Regions from separate parts of the Mus musculus genome. Here region 1 is linked to region 2. A link is a contact called in public HiCAR-type data. All regions are on one chromosome and are shown on one strand. Each heading gives the region's core, a stretch centred on a gene start, on an enhancer-like site or on the middle of the called end of the contact. The rest is flanking DNA. Distances are from core to core; before and after follow the strand shown. Region 1 overlaps Sv2c (synaptic vesicle glycoprotein 2c). Region 2 overlaps Iqgap2 (IQ motif containing GTPase activating protein 2).

Region 1 (3,015 bases), core at 338-2,837, 170 kb after region 2:
TCTGAACAGATTCTTGGGAACAGAAGTTTCCTTTTTTCTGGAAGGCCCGGGGCTGTGGTCATGCAAGAAAAGCGTAAAATAAGCAAAGAGGATTCCCCCTCCAACAAGACAGAGGCAGTTAAACAAAGAATGCTGTTTAAACACAGGCCTTACGATGGTTGCTATCACAGGCTGCAAATCTACAAGGAGGCTTCAGATTTCAAAGACGCGTAAAAGGATGGGCCTGGGGGAGGGGCACCGGGCAAGAGACTCGAAGGTCCTTTAGCTGACAGCTGGCCCGTGGGAACGTCCTGCTGACCCCTCCCTCCTTCCATGCTCAGGAAGATTCCAGAGGTAAAACAGATATTCACCCACCAGGAAATGCTGTCCTGCCTGCCGGAGGGTTGCTGGGGAGAGCAGGCAGGCTCAAAAACTGTCCAGAGACAAGGCTAGGAGCCCACAGCCTGGGGACACTGGAGGGACATGACCTGATGTGGAGATTTGGGCTAAAAATGTAACAGTGGACAGTTGATCAAAGGAGGGTGGGTGGTGTTGACCCGCAAGGGACCGTACAAGAGAGGCTCCCGTCTGTGTTTCCCAAATGGCTTTGGTTGTGAATTCCAATTTCTATCTAAAAATCTGCCTTGTGCTGCTCAGGTAGGGTTTCGTTGCCAAGTGGGGATAGACTTTAAACTTTTCTTGTTAACAAAACCACCCTAATCATCCTGCCCAAAAGAGCCCCGCCCAGAAGTGCTTGGTGTCACACAATTGTCTTGAAACCCCCTGCTGTAACAGCTAGAGTGGCTGGCAGGCTGTCTTTTTTCTAAGAAAACAGGAAGTATCACTCGGTATGAGAAAAAGAAAGAAAGAAAGAAAGAAAGAAAGAAAGAAAGAAAGAAAGAAAGAAAGAAAGAAAGAAAGAAAGAAAGAAAGAAAGAAAGAAAGAAAGAAAGAAAGAAAGAGAGAGAAAGAAAGAGAGAAAGAAAAAAGAAGAAAAAGAAATCCCTTTCCTCAGCACAAAATTATGCCAATTTAAACTTCCTGTTAGTAGAGCGTCGCCAGCAGGGTCTATTTCTTACACCAGCACAGACTTTTTAGATTCTTGGTGAATGTAGTCCTTGGGGAAGCCTGGTCAACTGAGACATTTTAGGAACACTTCCACTGGGCACTGAGAAGCAGGAACATCACAGTTAGGAAAAGCTAACAGTGCACGGGGGGAGGGGGGGCGGGAAACCCTGCAAATCACACTGGCGGGGTAAGACAATACGCAGCTACACGTTACATCACAGCAAAAGTTTGTGTTCTGATACTTGGCCACCTTTCTATACATTAAAACTCTGAAGCTTTGAGTCAGGCAATACGACCGACCCACGGTGGGAGGAAGGGAATGGCTTTTGTCACGTCACATCAGAACCTGGGTTCGTGTGTCGGGCAGGCGCAGCCCCACGAGTCCTCCACACACGAGCACAGTGGAAGCCAGCAGGATGGGGATGGCTTTGGTGATGCTGACCAAGGAGCCGAAGATTAAGTTTCCCAGGACGGCCGCCGCTTTACAGAGGGCGTTCAAGAAGCCGAAGCCCGTTGCTCTGCAAGGGACAGAAACACAGTCAAGGTTTAGAAAATGATGCTCGGGAGTCCAGCTTTAAACTTACACGTTCTGCGCAGTCACCCTGATGGTCTTTACGTGGTTTGTGCCGTATGTTAGTGAAGCAGATAATTAAAATGCTTGTTAGCAAACGCGGAGGCAGAGAAGCCAGCTGTCACTGCTGCGGCCGGTCTCCTGATGACGTACGTACGACTCTACTGACTCTTATTTTGGTACAGAAGAAGAAAAAAAAGCTCTTTCTTGGTCCAATGTGTTGGAAGGATGGTTCTACTAAGTAAAAGTTAATTTCACTCCGTGTAAGTCCTCTCAGGATAAAAGCAGGCTTAAAGCCTCTTTCCGTAGGAGTCAGCTAGCCTCTGCTTAGCTTGGGAGAAGCTGGGCCACCTCCTCTGTCCAGGGAGTGGGACTGGGCGATCTAGCAGGCTCTCAAGTCTTTACAAAAGTGACTTGTTATTTGTTTTATAAGTGTCCAGAATCTTGGTGACACCTCTTAAATAGAGGAAATAAGGAAATTCAAATTTTGTTCCAGTATAAAATACAACTGCCGTCTGTCAGACACTATCAGCCTGCTTCTCAGCGACTCAGCACCTGTAGTTTACTTACGTCAGCATCCAGTGCTGTGCATTTCGACCATAGCTAAGAGTTCCCACCACCGCTAAGAGTTGCTATGCAACACAGACCCTTTAAAGGGCATCTGTCAACATCACGGTGTGTGTGTGTTCTCTCTCTCTCTCCCTCTCTCTCTCTTTCTCTCTCTCATTTTGTCCCTCTCGTTTTAACTGTCTCTCAGTCTGTCTGTCTCATGTCCCCACTCTGAGACTGTTTTTGCTACCCCACCCCCAAACCTCTTGCTTTAGGTTTGTTGCACAGGGTGATCTCTTAACAGCACACCCGGACCCACCCAGGTCCCTTCCAATGCTTTACCCTATTGATAGTGATTTGGCAATGGGTTTCTTTAGGATTATTTTATTTTCATTTTCCTCTTATTAGTTATCTAAATGAATATTCCTAGATTTTATTTTTATACTCATTTATTCATCTAGTGTGTATGTGGAGATCAGAGACCTTGCAGGAATCAGTTAGCACTTAACTTACAATCCTCCTGTCTCAGCTTCTTGAGAACTATGATTATAGGGTATTTGCTGCCAGGTCAGTATAATGTGCTCAATTTTAAAAACATTTATTTATTTATTTATTTACTTACTTACTTACTTACTTATTTCTTTATTTATATGAATACACTATTGCTGTCTTCAGACACACCAGAAGAGGACATCAGATCCCCTTACAGATGGCTGTGAATTCATTGAACTCAGGTTGTCTGGAAGGACAGTCAGTGCTCTTAACCACTGAGCCATCGCTCCAGTCCGTGCTTGATTTTTAAACAATTAAAGTCAACTGAATTTTCAAGAGGTGTGTCCTCCTCTTAG
Region 2 (2,860 bases), core at 6-2,505:
TTCTGCTCCTTCAAGACACATAGGAATATATCTTTCGGTCAGTGTAAGAGTTTTATTTTTGCTACATTTTAAAAATTGATTCATTAAGAGGTAGGGAGATGGGTTAACAGTTAGGAGCACTTGCTGTTCTTCTAGAGGACCCTAATTTGGTTCCCAGCATCCATCCCAGACAGCTCACAACTGCCTGTAACTCTAGCTACAGGAATTCAGACACCTTCTTCTGGCTTCCACAGTCACCTGTGCACACACACACATGCGCACGTGCGCACACACACATGCACACGTGTACACACACACACACACACACACACACACACACACACACGCACACCTCACCTCATATGTGCCATGGGATACAGATAGAGGTCAGGGGACAACTTGGAGAAGGCAGTTCTCTCCTTTGACCTTGTGGGTTAAAAAGGTCAAACTCAGGCTGGCAGGCTGTGCAGGAGGCAGCTTTACCAGTGGTAAGCATTTGAGAACAAGTCCTATACAGCCACACCACAGATCCCTTTTCAGGGTTGAATGCTTCCTGCATCCAGGTTAGGTCATCTTTCGCTCTGTAAAATTGAGCGCACACACATTAAAGAAATTCAAGCATCTTGGACCTTCTTGAGTTAAAAGAGACTCAGATTTATAAGAATAATAAGCTACTGAATGTCCAAGGTCCTGCTCCATCCCAGTTACATGCGAGAAGGTTGCAGAAAGCAATGTGACCTAGCTTCCTTTCCTCCATTTGCTTGGATGATGAGTGGGGTTCCCTAGAGGAGGGCTCCTGCTTGCCTGTGGGAACCTGAGAACAAATCCACACTACCTCATTACCTGCATGGATGGTTCACTGTAAACACAGAAAGTTTTAGAAAGACTACGGACTTTAAGATTATTGATTCTTATCAGGGCATGAACAGAGACCTTATAAGAGAGAGCCTTCAAGTAACCTCCAACCAGCAACCTCTTTGGACTGCTAGAAATAGGAAGTTGTAGACCCATCTCAGACCTAAGGAATCGTACGTTCTGGGAATAGTCCACAGAAGCCTATGTTTTCCAGGGGATTTTTAAAGCAGCTAACATTTGAGACCAACGGAACTAGAACATTCCAAAATGCTACAGTGATGTGTGCTGATGGACCGACATGCCTGGTGCGCGCACACACACACACACATACACACGAGCACACAATGGATGCCAGCTCAGAATGCCTCTCTACAGGGGCTGCACAACTTCTACAAACCTTCAAACTTATCCAAGTTAGATCACTTCCTGGCAAGCAGTGACAGCAGACGCTGCCTAAAAATGAGTCATTTTCCAAAGTATGGAGGAGTTTTATGAAGACAGAATTTGTGACTCAGTTCTCTATTGTTTAAGTGGACAACGAGTTCTAGCCGTTACAAATTAGATTTTGCCTGCCTTTCACCAAACACAGACTCCGTAGCTGTAAATAAGGAGGAGGAAGATCAGAAACAGTGATGTGAATTGTGTTTTATGGGGAGCTGGCCTTGATCAATGGAAGTGCTATTACATGGTCACTAAGGTCCCAGACAGGAAATGTGTGACTTTCTTAGTAACGCTGACACAGTGAAAGGTGAGAAGAAAAGAAGACCTCATATTAGTTCTTCACAAACATTTTTGTTAGGAAATAAAAAATGCTCGTTCCCAGACAGCTGAGGTCAACGACAGAGCCACCAGTTTATGAACTGTGAGATTCAGCAGTTAAGACATCAGTTCCCTTCCAATTGACCCGTGGATTTAACCTGATAGCAGTCAAACTCTTAGTGGAATTCTTTAGAGGGTACAGAAGACATCATAGAAAGACAAACCAACAGAAAAGATTTTTTTTTAAGTTAATGAGCATATCACTTAATTTTACGACTTAGCATAGCATTGGTGAGAAACCCAGATCAACCAGAAGGGATAGAGTCCAGACACAGTCAACTGAGTTTTTGCAAAGATATTAAAACAACTCCGGGAAGAAAGGCCAGCCTTTCCAACCATGTGCTGGCACAGTTAAAAGTCCACGCGTGAAACCAACGAACCTCAGGTGCTGCCTTAAGTTATATCCAAAAAAATAACTCGCCAGCTGTGCGATAACTCGCCAGCTGTGACAGCGCACCCCTGTAATCCTAGTGCTTGGGAAGCTGAGGCAGGAGAATTAGGAGTTCAAGTCCAGCCAGGGCTACATAGCAAACCTCGGTCTCCAAAATAAAATCAAAATAAAGTAACTCAAGCTGGTATCAGAGTGAAGCATAAGGCTACCAAAGCTGTTAGAGATTGACATGGAATCTCCAGACCTCGGACCAGGCAAATAGATTTTAGATATGACAACAAAATCCAAGCCATAAAGGGGGGGGGGGAGATAGTTGACAAACTGGACTTCACCAAAAACTCAAGACATTTACTCCCAACAAAGGACCCATATTTAAAGATTTGGAGAACCACAAAGGTCAACAACAGAGAATCTAGGCTTTCTTTAAAAATGAGCAAAGTGTTTCAGACCCCTACAGGGCGTGCACATGGAAAGATCTGCCACAGAGGAAATGCACCAACAAGCTCTCCTGGCTGCAACCACACATCTGCCGGAACCACGCAGACAAACACACATGGAACACCTGCAGACATCCAGTGAATCGAAGTGCAAGACAGCCAGGAGGTGGTCATCCCAGAAAAAGGTTAGACAAGCTCCTGTCAACAGGAGTCACAGACTTTCCCTATGACCCAGAAGTCATACCTAGATAGTTATTCTGTAGAAATAGAAAGCAATATCCATTTTTAAAAGCCAACTGCACACAAATGCATGGAACGGCTCAATTTCTAACCATCCGCAACCCAGAGTGTACTAGCTCCCTCCAATAGATTATGCAGA

What was found. HiCAR-type assays count read pairs that join an accessible place to other places.
Region 1: a contact with region 2 is called in a HiCAR-type map of fibro-adipogenic progenitors, with 4 times the contacts expected there. The contact joins two enhancer-like sites. A contact is called at or near these places in 24 of 484 Hi-C or Micro-C datasets (B cells, B-cell progenitors, CD8 T cells and 17 more), 6 of 115 datasets of contacts at active chromatin or transcription factors (the HPC-7 cell line, SST interneurons, bone marrow-derived macrophages and 3 more) and 1 of 9 other capture datasets (embryonic stem cells).

Annotation. Positions count from the first base shown.
Region 1 is chr13:95,959,899-95,962,913 of GRCm38.p6, forward strand. Sv2c (synaptic vesicle glycoprotein 2c) reads right to left here. Exons shown (of 13, transcript NM_029210.1): 13 at 1-1,565. The coding sequence ends at 1,382. Among named protein-coding and RNA genes, the nearest start is that of Gm24032, 64 kb to the left of the region's middle. Within about 2 kb of position 1,588, at least 126 of the 459 cell types and tissues checked have an H3K27ac peak or open chromatin away from gene starts, as enhancers often do. A contact at or near this core is called in fibro-adipogenic progenitors and muscle stem cells, where this site is marked.
Region 2 is chr13:95,793,251-95,796,110 of GRCm38.p6, forward strand. The region is part of intron 2 of Iqgap2 (IQ motif containing GTPase activating protein 2); the gene reads right to left. Among named protein-coding and RNA genes, the nearest start is that of Gm32702, 31 kb to the left of the region's middle. Within about 2 kb of position 1,256, at least 22 of the 459 cell types and tissues checked have an H3K27ac peak or open chromatin away from gene starts, as enhancers often do. A contact at or near this core is called in fibro-adipogenic progenitors and muscle stem cells, where this site is marked.